Linked DNA regions of Mus musculus: region 2 is linked to region 1. Evidence: chromatin contacts called from public HiChIP or PLAC-seq data. All regions are on one chromosome and are shown on one strand. The core of a region is the stretch at or near the end of the contact, and the rest is flanking DNA. Distances in the headings are between cores, read along the strand shown.

Region 1 (6,178 bases), core at 2,585-5,084:
CAGCAAGCCTTAGCTGATATATGAGGATGCAGATCAGAGAGTCCACAATGACAGCCAGCAACAGCTTGCCTGAGCTTCCCCCTCTCTCTTCAATTCGGAATCCTCTTACCCCCAGCCAGTCACTGTGGATTTACTTTAGCTACTGGAAGTATCTGCGACACATGAGGGTATGGACAATATTAGCCATGAAGACTCCCTTCCCATCTCAAGTGGGAAGGTGGGCCCTAATGAATGTCAGAAACCCTCAGTTCAGCCAACCAAACCCTCTCCCTGCCCCGTTTCTCATTGCCTTCGTTCCAGCAAGCTTACTAGTCATCTGGCTGTCCCATCTACAACTTGATAGTCACTAAACTGTGTGTGCATGCAAACAGGAAGAGCTTATTAAAACACACAGTCCTAGGCTGCAGGCTCAGACAGGTTGAATCAGTTGGTCAATCAACAGGAAGAGGGGTGTGAATTATCTTTGTCATTGCTCCAGGTAAACTTGGCCCCAGCTGTTCCTTAGGCTACACTCTGATTCATGCTCTTAGCAAGAGGTGTTGTGTGTGATTGTGTGGGTCCTGGTACTTCTCCAAAGTGAGTTTGTTGAGAACAGGCTGCTCTGCACCCCCCCCCCCCCCCCCCCCGTCATCTCATTCTGCCTGCGCCATATAGCCAGGGGCAGCATCCTGAAGGAGAAGGTGGTGAAGCTCGGGAAATACCCATCAGCTTTAAAGAACTCTGGTTCTTGTGTGTGTGGTTGGGAAGAAGTTGTAGGTATCTCAAAACAGACCTAAATGAAATTGTTAGTTATTTGTTCATGAGGATCCCACAGTACAAAGAAAAGAGGCCCAAGTCTTCACTTGGTGTTGAGGCTGGACTCTGGCTCACATTCACCCGTTCAAGTTCCCATGTTCCCATGCATCAGCAAGTGTAACATCATACCTGGGAAAAGTATATGGCACAGCTAATTCCCATAACGGGGAATAATGCGCCCAAGACAGGCGAACAGGAAGACAAATGAATAGGAAGACTGATTCCTTCCTTCCCCCACACCCCAAAGACAATACCTATATGGTAATGGTGGTAATTAGTGATGTTATTATCATTATCCTCAGCATTATTTTTAGTTACTCAGATAAGCTGATTGCCTCTAATGCCAACACCTAAGCCCTGCAGAAAAATAAAACAGTACCCGGTCCTCCCCTGTGCAAAGAATAAGCCAGGCCCAGCTGCCTGTGAATGCAGGGCTCTGCCCAAAGAACTCTGGAATCTGTTCACAGTAACTGCCATTGATAACTCCCAGGGAGGGCAAACTAGCCTCCCTCAGTGTCCTTTCCTTCCTCCCTCATACTCTCCTATAGGGTCATTACTATTAATATTTCAGGCACTGTGTTAGACTCCTGGGAAAGAGTCAGGTAGGGCTGGGCAGTGGTGGTGCATGTCTTTAATCCCAGCACCTGGGAGACAGAGGCAGGCAAATCTCTGAGTTTGAGGCCAGCCTGGTCTACAGAGTGATTTCCAGGACAGAGAAACCCTGTCTCAAAAAACAAAAAACAAAAAACAAAAGAGAGAGAGAGAGAGAGAGTGTGTGTGTGTGTGTGAGAGAGAGAGAGAGAGAAAGAGAGAGAGAGAGAGAGAGAGAGAGAGTAGGGTAGGAAGGTAAACACCAGTACTTGTCACACCAGGTACCAATAGATATGCAAATAAGAAGGCACCACTGTGTACTCAGAGAAATGGGCAGGTTTCCTTTTGGAGGCAGTGTTTGTGCCTGGTCTTACTGGCTGAGCAAGGGACTCCACCATGTGGAGAAGAAGGCAGGCTAGCCCTTTGAGGTAAAACAGAAATTGCTGTGTTATAGGATCAGGTAGTAGCCAGAGCAGCTTGGTCTGGAAAGAGTGATTACACAGCTGCCTATAAATGAGCCTGGATACCTCATGTAAGTGTGAGCCTCTGTGAGCAGCTTGAGAAGGGAGAGGAAAGAAAATGACCTCTGCAAGCTACCCTCATGGCCTGATGGCTCATAGTGTTCAATTTAGACAAATACTAGGTTTTGTTGTTGTTGTTGTTGTTGTTGTTGTTGTTGTTGTTTCGATTCAGGGTTTCTTTGTATAGCCCTGGCTGTCCTGGAAGTCACTCTGTAGACCAGGCTGGCCTTGAACTCAAAAACCCGCCTGCCTCTGCCTCCCAAGTGTTGGGATTACAGGCGTGCACCACCACTGCCTGACTAGACAACTACTATTCCACATGTGGTCCACGGGCCAGCAGCATCACATCGTAGGACTAGATTAGAGCTGATAAGAAAGGCAACATCTTGAAGTCCAACCTCCGGATTCTATATATGAAATTCACACGGTCCTGGGTGACTCATATGCACGTTAAAGGGTGTTCTCAGGCATCTCTTCAGACCCTTAGGGGTGGTGGGTGTGGTGAGCATAGATCACAGAGGGTGCCTTTCATTAAGACGATCTTTGGGCCTAGAGAGTTCAAAGAACTGACTGCTCTGCCAGAGGATGCGGGTTTGATTCCCAGCACCCACATGACAGCTCACAACAGTCTTTAACTCCAGTTCCAGTTGATCCAATGCCCTCTTCTGGCTTTGTGATACACAAGCATGCATTCAGGCAAAACACTCATACACAGACAACAGTACAATTTTTAAAAAGGATGCTCTTTGGGAGAAAGCATGGTGCTTAAGGTGGAGGGCTGAGAAGACTGAGCAAATTTATACAAACCCCCAGTTCCCACCTCACCGGTCCTCCTTCCTCTGACCTCTCTCATTATTGCCCCTAGGCCACAAACACAATCACCACTGTGCATCCAGTCATGGTATCTGCTAGAAATAAAGTTTCTGGAAATGCAAGCGGGATCCTCCCTCTCACTGAGCCTGAAGGTTTATGATAGACTCAGGAAGCATATTTAAGAGGGGTTAATGAAGCAGCCTATGTAAACCCCTGGCACCGTGGCTGATGTAAAGCAGAGCTGCACTCCAAAAGACCATCACAGCAAGATTCCTGGGCTCCAGCATCCTTCCCAGGATGCCAGGCTCATGCTGTACCCAAGCCAAGCTTTAGGAGAGTTGACGCACGAGACCAGTCCACAGGAGGGGTGACCCATGAGTCCTGTCCACCGTGTCGTGTGAAGTATGACTCAGATAGTCCTTTAATTAATGCTTCTTCCAGCTCATCCCCTATCTTCCCCTGGGATAACCCAACAAAAGCACTTGCCCAAGGCGGACTTGTGACCATCTGACCCAATACAGAGACTCCTAGGCAAACATGGCTGTGTGGCTCCTTGCAGCTAGGTTGGAGCTAACGCTTATACCATTGCCTAGCTCTCTGGCCCTACTGCCTCTAGGCCCAGAGCCCCCAGAGTTATCTCCTATATTCACACCTCTCCTATTAGTATCAGCAGCCCTCTCTGCAGCCATTGCTTGGACACCCAGTCTCCTGTAGGGTCAGTCATTTTAATTAGATTTGCCTGCCTTGGGCAGTTTGGTTGTTCCAAAGCACATTAGGGAGTCCACATTCTATGTCAATAAATGTAACAAGACCCTTCCATTCATATTAGTGCCCAGCACTACTTTTTTGGAAGTCTTCCCGGTGGCCCCTTCCAGGACTATAGATGGGAAAAGATGGGGGAAGCTCCCCCCACCCCTGCCCTGCCGGCAGGCAGAGGGACAGTATGACAAAGCCTGCCAGTGCCCCTAAGGTTTTATTTGTGTATAAGGACGTGTTAATGAAATGTATTGGTTCCCTTCTGATCTGGAAGCTGGGGGAAGGGACGAGCAGAGCCCATCTTTAATTGGATCATACCGGTGCATCATCTGGGCTAATCAGCAAAGCAACCAGGAGCTCCGGCTCAGATTAATGATTTCAGTCTAATCCAAGCAGATCCCATGATTGGATGCACATCCCGCGTAATTGTGTTTGTGGCCCAGGAGCAATGATGAGAGGGGATCGGAGGAGGGGAGGCCTGTGGAGTAGGAGGTTTAGGTTTGGATGGTCCTCACTTTTCTCAGCCCCCACCTCAACTCTGCTGTTTCCTTCCAGGGAAGTTCAGATGTAACTTGGACTGCCACACCCCACCTGCCACGCTGCTGAACAGTGGTCAGGTGTCAGGTGCAGTTAGAGACCGAGGGATTAGGATGCAGAGCTGAGATGGGGCCAAGAGGGTGAGGTTAATCCAGCTTTCACTCCCCTTCCTCCCCCTCCAGACTCCTTCATTCCCCTTTGAAGTGTGTGGGTTCCCATGGAAACCGTGATGTCCTGGGGAGCAGAAGAGTGGCAGGGAGCTAGGCTGGCCAGGTGCGAGGTGGGGAGGAGGGCGAGTGGGGGAGGGAGAGTGACTTTGCAGAGCATGCTCAGCTAAGGTACTGGCTGTCTCTCCTATGACTGCAAGAACCTCTCTGAGAGTTCTGACCCCCCCCCCTCTGTTGGTGCTGAAGTTACCTACGATAAAGAAATGTGGGCTGGAGGTCTGAATAGCCAAAAAATAGTAAAACCAACTATGCTTTGCTTCCCCATTAAAAAGCACTAGGGGTCAGCTGCAGAATCGGGTGGAGGATCTCTAACCGTATTTCTTTGTGCCATTACTCCATTACTCGATAAATTAATTGGATTAACACCTGGATTAACATTTCTGTGCCTTCCACTCGCTGGACTGTTAACTCCATGGGGACAGAGTTGGGTTTCTGTCTATCCTGCTCATTGCTCTGTCCTCAGCAAGTTACACAAGTCAGCCTTAGCAGCATAGGCAAAGAGGGTGCTGAGACAGGCAATGGTGGTGCACGCCATTAATCCCAGCACTTGGGAGGCAGAGACAGGCAGATTTCTGAGTTTGAGGCCACCCTGGTCTACAAAGTGAGTTCCAGGACAGCCAGGGCTACACAGAGAAACCCTATTTCGAAAATCAAAAAACAAACAAACAAAACAAACAAACAACAAAAAAAGAGGGTGTTGAATTGCTTGTCGAGGGGATTAATTAAATAGGTTAGACAGTACCCCATAAATACACTGTGGCCCTAGTTTGAGATGCTGGCAATTGGTAGGGGATGGAACAATCGAGGAGCATGGTTCATAACATTTGCCAATTTCTGTTTTGTAAATGTACCTTCCATGACCCACTCAAAACTGCTACTGAAGAATTGGAAAGAAATACACAGACAGGACTCAGTACAATCCAAATTCGAAGATCCATGTCACAGGCACACAGTCTCTATTGCTGATAGAGGGAGGGAGATGATCCTGTGTGCAGATTCATTAGCTTTCAATGGCCTTGCTCATCCTCTCCCCGGTCTGTCCCTTCGGGTCTAACTCTGGGATCTTAACTTGAAATGTTCTCTCTTTAATGACTTAAATACTTCAGAAAGTGCTGAGGGTGGAGTAAGAGCTGGATACGTGTGTAAGCGCCATGGTGCTCCACACCTGAATGCCAAGGCCAAGAGTTTTCTGCTTTGGGGATTCTACTCAGTACTGTTTCTCTCTGCTTGCGCAAGCTCACTCTCAGCATCCGCCCTGGTCCAGGAACCTTTGCTGGCTTACCAGTGAGAGAACTCCTTTATGGCAATTCCAGAAGCCCTGCTTTAAACCCTTTCCCCCACTGTTTTCTTGGTGTTTTTTGCATACTGCACACCGAAGACTTAAACCAGTCCCCCAGTTCCCATGAACTACTCAGCAGAGAGCCTCAACACTGGTGTGTCCCACCCCCTGAGATCTCATACTAAGTCCAACTGTCACTCAACAAACCAAGGTGAATTCCTAAAGTGCTATGTATATTACACCCATTCCCGTTGCATCCAGACTGGGTTCCTCTCAAATCCATACCTGTGGGGGAAGGGAGGAAACAGGACAGCAAGTATCTGAGTATCGGTCAGATCACTCCCAGGAGAGCATCTTGAAGGTCACAGAATCCTGAGGCTTGATCCCGACAGTCCTTTTAGCTGGAGGTGCAAATTCAGCTTAGCAACCCATGCTAGGCAGGGGAAGTAGAATAATGTTCTAGAAATAGACGTGGTGATAACTAACTTTGTCACCTTGGGCGAGTTAATCTCTCAGAGCCTCCATTTTCTCAACTGTAGAAAAGAAAACACTAATACCCAGGATAAAGTTACATAACATTAGGTAATGCCCAGTGCCTACAGCAGTGTGTTGAGTGGCCTGGAGGTCTTAAGCATAGGCCCATCTTGTGTGGCTTTGGC
Region 2 (6,930 bases), core at 1,939-4,438, 230 kb before region 1:
TTCTTCCTTATCAGTTTAGACCTTTGTTAGCCCCTGGAGGCTCAGAGGAATGATGCTTTTACCCTGGGGGAGTTGCTGTGATCCTATGGACAGTCTGGCTCCCTCTAACAGTCACCAGCACAGATGAATATGGCCTCATTCCCCATGTGGCACAGAACCTTTTCAAATAAACTCTTCTTATTCATTTATTTCCTACAATGCCATCTATAGCTGGAAACTATCAATTTGATCCTAATGTGGTTAAGGCTCCTCAGCATGTTGTAGTCCTCTTAGGTCTTAAGCCTTGGGCGAGAGGAGCCAATCAGATGTGAATTTGTGAACAATGAGAGAAATTTTATAAATACCGAGTTCCTAATATTGAACAAGATGAACTGTAAGCCAGTTTCTCTCTACTTTCCTCTGCCATGCTCACTGCCCCGAGTTAGACTGTACACCTTCGGGGCTGCCACATGCCGGCCAGTGCCAGGATACAAGTGGAGGTCCTAGTCCAGACCGCTTCATTCCAATTCCTGTCTGTAGCATTGCTCTGCTTTCCAGGAAACCTTGTGGTCCTTGGTCCTGGATCTATCCATCACCCCTTCTGGTGCATGACTCCTACTCGGTTCTACTCTTACCTAAATAGCCATCCCTTATCCAGCCTGGGCACCTGGAGCAGGGTCTAGAAGGGAGAGCAGAGTTCTCCCACTGCCCCTTACCCCCGAGGGAGGAGTGCTCTGAAAGAGAGCTAGAGTCAGGTATAGTGGCACATGCCTAGAATCCCAGCAATCTGTAAGATAGGGACAAGCGCAGGTTCAAGGCCAACCTGACCTTTGCAGCAAAATCCCTGTTTCAATTCTCCCCTTCCCAAAAAATTAGGGAGAGACCTGATGCAGGCAGTTAAGGGTGCTTTGGCCCTGCACAGTTCTAGAGAACGGGTAGTAATTCCCTTGGCCCTGAAGCTTCCACTTGATGGCTATCTTCCCCTCCTCACCAGGGCCTGTGAGAACCAAGACACCTGGTTGTGTTATCCTTGCTGTGGCATCTGACTTTCCTCTCTCCTCCCCCTCAGCTGCCATTTCCTTCCTCAGTTTCCGCTACAGGCCTTGGGTTTCCAAACCCCAACCTACCTGTGCTGCTGGTAGGACAAAGCCACACCACATTTAATTGAACAAAATCTTCAGAACGAACAGTTTTAGTTTCAGGCCTTATTGGGGCCACAGCCTGGAGTGTGTGGGGGAACAATTGTTTTAGAAGGAATTCACCCAGTTACTCCTTCCCCTCCCCCAATCCCCAGCTCTGGGTGGAATCCAGCTAGTCATTTTCCAACCCGGTTGTGTGTGCATAGACACACTGCAGCTTCTTTGATCCCCCGCCTTTCCTGCTAACAGACAAACCGCTGCCAAAGCTTCCAGCTCCTTTCTCCATGGTGACCAAGCCCCTCATTTCCATTTAATCCCAGCCTCCCCATCCTGGGTGCCCACCCCTTCCTTTCTGTGAAGCTTGGGCATTTCCTTTCTCCCCTCTCCCTTCTAGCAGCTGACTCTCTCCAAAGTTTAATAAGTGTCAACATGCCACTGCCCCTTCTCCTGTGCCCTATCTGCCCTCTCCTCTTTGTCTCCTTTCTCCACTACGTCCAAATCTTTGCTTCTCTGCTTTTCACTCTTCAAACGTGTTCCTCTTGGGCCCCATCGTTCCCTGATGCCTCTGACCTGAAGGGAGGGCACACAGGCACAGAGGAGAGAGGCAGAAGGCAGGTCCTTCTCTTTTCCTCTCCTCTCTCAGTTGTGGCTCTGCCTGGGTTCTGTGAATGAGGGTGTGGGGAGGTGTCTAAGTCTATATAGCACTGTTGCCTTCAGCCACATCAATCCAAGACCTCCTTAGAGTTCTTTGGAGCAATCCCTGGAATCTTCTAGATTCTTTTAGAAGCTTCCCAGATGCCCACCCTCTCCTTCTGGCTATCAGGCAAGTTGTGCAAACAGGTGAGCCTAGAAAGACAGATGACCATCACACGCTGTTAGACTGGTGGACCCAACTCATCCAGGGAATGTCCTACTCCCTGACAGGGCCTAGGAATTGCACTCACAGTGCTCCTCTGGAGGAGGCCCTTCTGGCTCTAATCGTGGTGATTGCATAGCTGGAACATGGAGGGTCTGCCCAGGACTCACTTTTAACAGTCCAGTCCTGTACATCCGTATCAACATTATCTTCCTCGTGGTAACCAGGTGATTTCTGCTGTGCAGCCAGAGAAGCTGAAGCCGGGCAAGCTTAATATGTTGCCCAAATATTTGTACAAAGAAGGAATCGGTGAAGCTGAGCCAAGAATCCAGGTTATACTGTTCCTGGTTCCTTCCACTCACTGTCTTTCTTCAGTGATCCGTGGAGGAAGCAGAGACAGGAGGAGACTGTAAACGTTGGTGTGAGGCACGAGGAGGCAGTTACATTTTCCCTCACTGGAGGGGGCAGTTACATTTCTTTCCCTTTGTCCTATCGACTCAGTCCAATGTACAGTCATATGAAATGTTAATTTGTGCTGTTCTCAATATTTAGTTATATCTACCCCTACGTGCGTGTATCTGAGTTTTCCTCCCCTAGGCTCCAAGTTCCCCAAGACTTTTACTCATACATGTCCTCCAAGGAAGGCAGAAGGATCCCACATAGGTCCATGGGGTCTGGCTTCAGACCTTGCAGGAGGCGTGTGATACAGTGCTAATGACGTCATCACTGAATCGCATAGAAGCCCAACTCTCTTGCTTTTCCATCTTCCCATAGTGCCCAGCCAGGCTCCTCGGCCTCCTCGTTAGCCTCTGTGAGAAATTAAAGCTCCGGTAATCAAATCAATCCTTGTAAATTCCCCAAGAACAGCTCCAGAGGCCCCAACAAGCCAGCAAACCCCAGACCCAAATCCATGTCAAATTTCATAGATATAATTTAAGCAGGGATCAAAACACACACTAACCTAGTAAGTACGGCTGCTCAAAATGCAGAGTTTATAGTCCATCTGCCTCTCTGCTTCAGGGAGTCTGTATTAAATTTATTGCAAAGTAAAACAAATAAACCCAAGCAAAGGCAAGATGAAAATCTGCATACTCGTCGGAGAATTAGCAGCCCTCTCTGGTTAGGAAGGCTGCCTCTCAATTTGCATCTCTAAGGAGTTGTGACTGGGCTGGGGGTTGGGGCTGGTTGGGCAGGACAGAGACTCGAAGCAGGACTGTCCCCTGCTGGCTGGTAGTAGAACTGCAACCCCCTTGATCTTTGAGGGGGACTTTGTGGGGCTTATCCCACACCCGTGGAGAAAAGGATCTGCAGATGAAATAGTGGTTGACAACGTGTGGAGTTGGTAGAGCAGGCAGCAGAGAAAGAGAGAGAGAGAAAGTCACTGTGGGAAGCAATCTGTATTGCTTCTGTATGTAAGACTCGTGGCTAGGAAGTGGGTTGGAGAGAGGGGTGTCAAGGAGATTTGGAATTTTTACAGGTGTACTAACCAGAGACTGCATCGAACTTCGTGACTTCTCTTATTCCTCTTTCCTGTTCCTTCTGCATTGTTTGCAACTGTACTCACAAAGGCCAGAAGTCTGGTGTGGAGGCTGTAGTGATTCTTGCACTATTGGCTGTAGAGTATCAGCCACCTGCTGCCTGTGTAAACCTGGGACAAGCCATGTCGGAGACAAAGGGCTGAGTTGGCGACAGGACTCGAATGTGCATGGCCTTGAGATGTGATGCTTCCTGGAGCAGCCCGTTCCTGCTCAGTTTGCTCATCTGTTCTAAGCCTTTCAGTGTTGACGCTGTGGATCTGTGGTCCAGGAGTACAGACATCCATCATGTTCTTTCTGGGAAGCTCAGAGGATCTCACCTGCTCTCCCAGGATGCTCCCATCATCCTTTCTGCCTGGCTCTATGGGCACCACCTTTAGAGTGATGGGTGCAGAGATTTCTGCAGGCAGGGGTAGGCTATCTTCTTTATAAGATCTTATAGGTAGATGAAGAGAAATATATTGATCTATAGATGTAGTCACACTCTAATAATTTGTTCTGTTTATTTATTTATGAACCCTGCCATTTAGACGGCTGGTGTATACCATGGTCTTTCTTAGCAATCGCTTGCTTTCCTCTGCTTGCTTTTCTCAACCCGGTGCCCAAGACAGAAGGCTCAGAATAAGCATCTGATGAATGAGTGAATGTGTAAGAGCTAAGTGATGCAGGATGATAAATACTTGGCCACAGAGTCTGCTTGGCTGGCCTCCTTGATTTCCTTTATTCTCCAAGGACCTCGTGACAGGCCTCTCTAATCTACTTCCTGAGGAGCTATAAAAAGCCATCTGCTTCTTCACCAGTCCCTCAAAAGGCATCACTTCCAAGTGGGTAGGAGCCCAGAATCTGGAATCAGAAAGTTCACAGTTCTTATCCTGGCTACTGTACTCAAACTAGCCAGGGGCACCTAGCCAAGACCCAGCCTCAGTCTCTGTTTTTCTGTTTCTCTGTCTCCCTGTCTCCTTCCCTTCCTCTCTCACTCCCTCTATCCTTCCCCCTTCTCTCCCTCCCTCCTTCCCTCCCTTCCTCTTTCCCTCCTTCCCTCCTTTCCTTCTTCCATCCCTCTACCCTTCCCTCCTTCCTTTCCTCCCCACCTCTCTTTCTTCTTCCCTCCCTCCATCTCTACTTCTCTCTTCTGACCACAGAATATATGAACACCAAGTCAGACTGCCAGGCTGCCCCAGGGGTTTAACCTTGGCTTCTCTGTTAGTTGAGTAGCTCGGAGCAGGTGACTTAATCTCTGGTGCTTCAGGTTCCTCATCCATAAACTGGAGTTAATAGAATCTACTCCATAATGTTGATGTGAGGATTAAAAGAGCTAATTCACATAAAGCCCCTAAAACAACGCCTCATGCTTGGTTGGCATTAACTAACGCAATAAACGCTAGAGGTTATTAATAAGAAACAAGGGATTTTTGTCAAACTGAAGGCATGTACCTAAAGGAAAGGCTCTCCTAGAAGATGTGTGGAAAGGTAAGAGGGAAGCCTTTGTGTGAACAAGCAAAGCCTGCCCAGAAGGGACAGGTAGGTTTGCCATCCTGGGGGCAAGAGCAGCTGTCCAGCTCTTCACCTGCACAACTCACCTTGGCATTTGTTTATCAGAAGCATCATGGGATAAATCTCAAGCATTCAAAGTTCTTGCAGCTTGCTGGCCTTTGAGGCATATTTGCTCATAGCCCCCACGCACCCCCTTCTTCGTTCTGGCATCGCTTCTTCCGACCATTTCAGCTGCACTGAGAACAAATGAGCTCAGTTCTTCCCAGTGGACCCAATGCTCGTCCTTTGCATTGTCTCCTGCAGGTGTCCTATCCAGTATCCCCCCCTCCTAACCTCTGAATGTCCCTGGCCCTTCAGACAGCAGCATCTATGGGAAACCTTCCCTGTTGAAGCCTGGTAGAGCCCTAACCTGATCTTCTGTATCTCTGCACTTGTTCCCTTTCCCTCCTGTTAGTGTGTGCCAACCCAACAAAACCCCAACAGAAATTAGTATCTGCATGATTCCAGAAGCCAGAAGTCCAAAGTTAAGGTGCCAGTTAGGTTAGTTTCTGCTGAGACCCCTCCTTGTGGTCTGTAGATGACTACTTCTCCTGTTTGTATAGGGAATAGGGGAGAAATAACCACCCCTTCCATTTGTTTGTGGTGTTTGTTGCTTTGTTTTGTTTCGACAGGGTCTTACTATGTAGCTCTGGCTATCCTAGGCTATCCTAACTAGGTAGATCAGGCTTCCAAGAGCTGGGATTAAACTCATGCCTGCTATGCCTACCCAGTTCGTCTTTTCTAATTCTTATACAGACACCAGTCTTCTCGGATCAGAACCCCACCCTTACAACTTCCTTTAAGATCCTGTCTCCAGCTATAAGACACATTGAAGGTCAAGGGTAGGGTTGTACTTCAGACCCTTGCGTCCCAGCATATAACATGGTCCCTAAGGCTCTGCCATTGCTTATGCAAACATTCCCCAGAAATTACACCTCACTCTGACCCCGTCCATCACTTTGTGATTCTGTCATATCTGTAACACCTGCTCATAGCAAGGGCTCGATAAAGAGGAGTGTTTGTAGGTGGGTGAATGAGCAGTGATGGCAAGGGTTCTGAAATATAGCTATTCCAATGGGACCTAGTGTAGCTCCCTCACTGTATAGCAGGGGAAACCGAGGCACAGCGTCCTTGGTCTTTAGTGGCACAGTGGAGGGAGGTTGGAAGTCAGTCTCTGAAGCCAGTCCTCTATTTTTGCCTTGCAACAGGAGAAATCAAAGAGCTGCCTAAGACTGATGGTCTTTTAAAACCCACTGAGTTTCCTTGCAAGGAAAACAGCTCTGGGTTTTCATTAGCAAACCAAACTCCTTCCTTTATGCACCCACCTCACCTTGCTGGAATATTTCCCTGGCCAAGCACTCTGTTGTTCACTCCCTGCCTTAGTCAGGGCCAGGGATGTCAGGATGGCCTGGACTGGGAGTCTGCCCAGGTTTCCAGTCCATGCTGACAACCCAGGTGTGTGGCTCTTTGGAACCTTGTTTTTCTGTTAATGGGTTTTGTTAACTGTTTGTCATTTGCTTATGCAAATCTATCTCTTTCTGCATTAAAATGAACCCAATTATAAAGTGAAATTTTACAATTAAGCCACTTAGTGAAGGACATTAACCGACCAGAAGGAATTGATTTGTAAAAATTTCAGCGATACTTACCAAATGTTTCTAAGATATGACTAAGTCCTCGGGTTTTTCTTTACACAAACAGGTCCTTGCACATTTCCATACACACCCCCCACAGACACAGCACACATTTTCACACACCTGGTTTTCATCTTCTCACTGGGGGACTTGTTCTTGCTCCTTCTCTGGGTTTAAATTTTCCCCAAGTAGAGGAAATTCCACCAGCCGTCAGATCATGTCTGCAAAGTTCTTGGAGGCCTTCCAAAAGAAAT

Evidence for each region. HiChIP or PLAC-seq counts read pairs in DNA pulled down with a chosen protein or histone mark.
Region 2: a contact with region 1 is called in an H3K4me3 HiChIP or PLAC-seq map of embryonic basal ganglia, with 4 times the contacts expected there. The contact joins two enhancer-like sites. A contact is called at or near these places in 3 of 39 promoter capture datasets (embryonic stem cells, neural stem cells and pre-B cells), 4 of 15 datasets of contacts at CTCF or cohesin (embryonic stem cells, pro-B cells and stem cell-derived epiblast-like cells), 37 of 484 Hi-C or Micro-C datasets (the Ba/F3 cell line, the G1E-ER4 cell line, the Patski cell line and 8 more) and 8 of 115 datasets of contacts at active chromatin or transcription factors (bone marrow-derived dendritic cells, embryonic basal ganglia, embryonic stem cells and 1 more).

Annotation. Positions count from the first base shown.
Region 1 is chr9:36,948,502-36,954,679 of GRCm38.p6, reverse strand. All of the region lies in intron 5 of Pknox2 (Pbx/knotted 1 homeobox 2), which reads left to right. Among named protein-coding and RNA genes, the nearest start is that of Gm34652, 23 kb to the left of the region's middle. Within about 2 kb of position 3,834, at least 33 of the 459 cell types and tissues checked have an H3K27ac peak or open chromatin away from gene starts, as enhancers often do. A contact at or near this core is called in embryonic basal ganglia and stem cell-derived epiblast-like cells, where this site is marked.
Region 2 is chr9:37,173,534-37,180,463 of GRCm38.p6, reverse strand. No RefSeq gene overlaps it. Among named protein-coding and RNA genes, the nearest start is that of Pknox2, 30 kb to the right of the region's middle. Within about 2 kb of position 3,188, at least 47 of the 459 cell types and tissues checked have an H3K27ac peak or open chromatin away from gene starts, as enhancers often do. A contact at or near this core is called in embryonic basal ganglia and stem cell-derived epiblast-like cells, where this site is marked.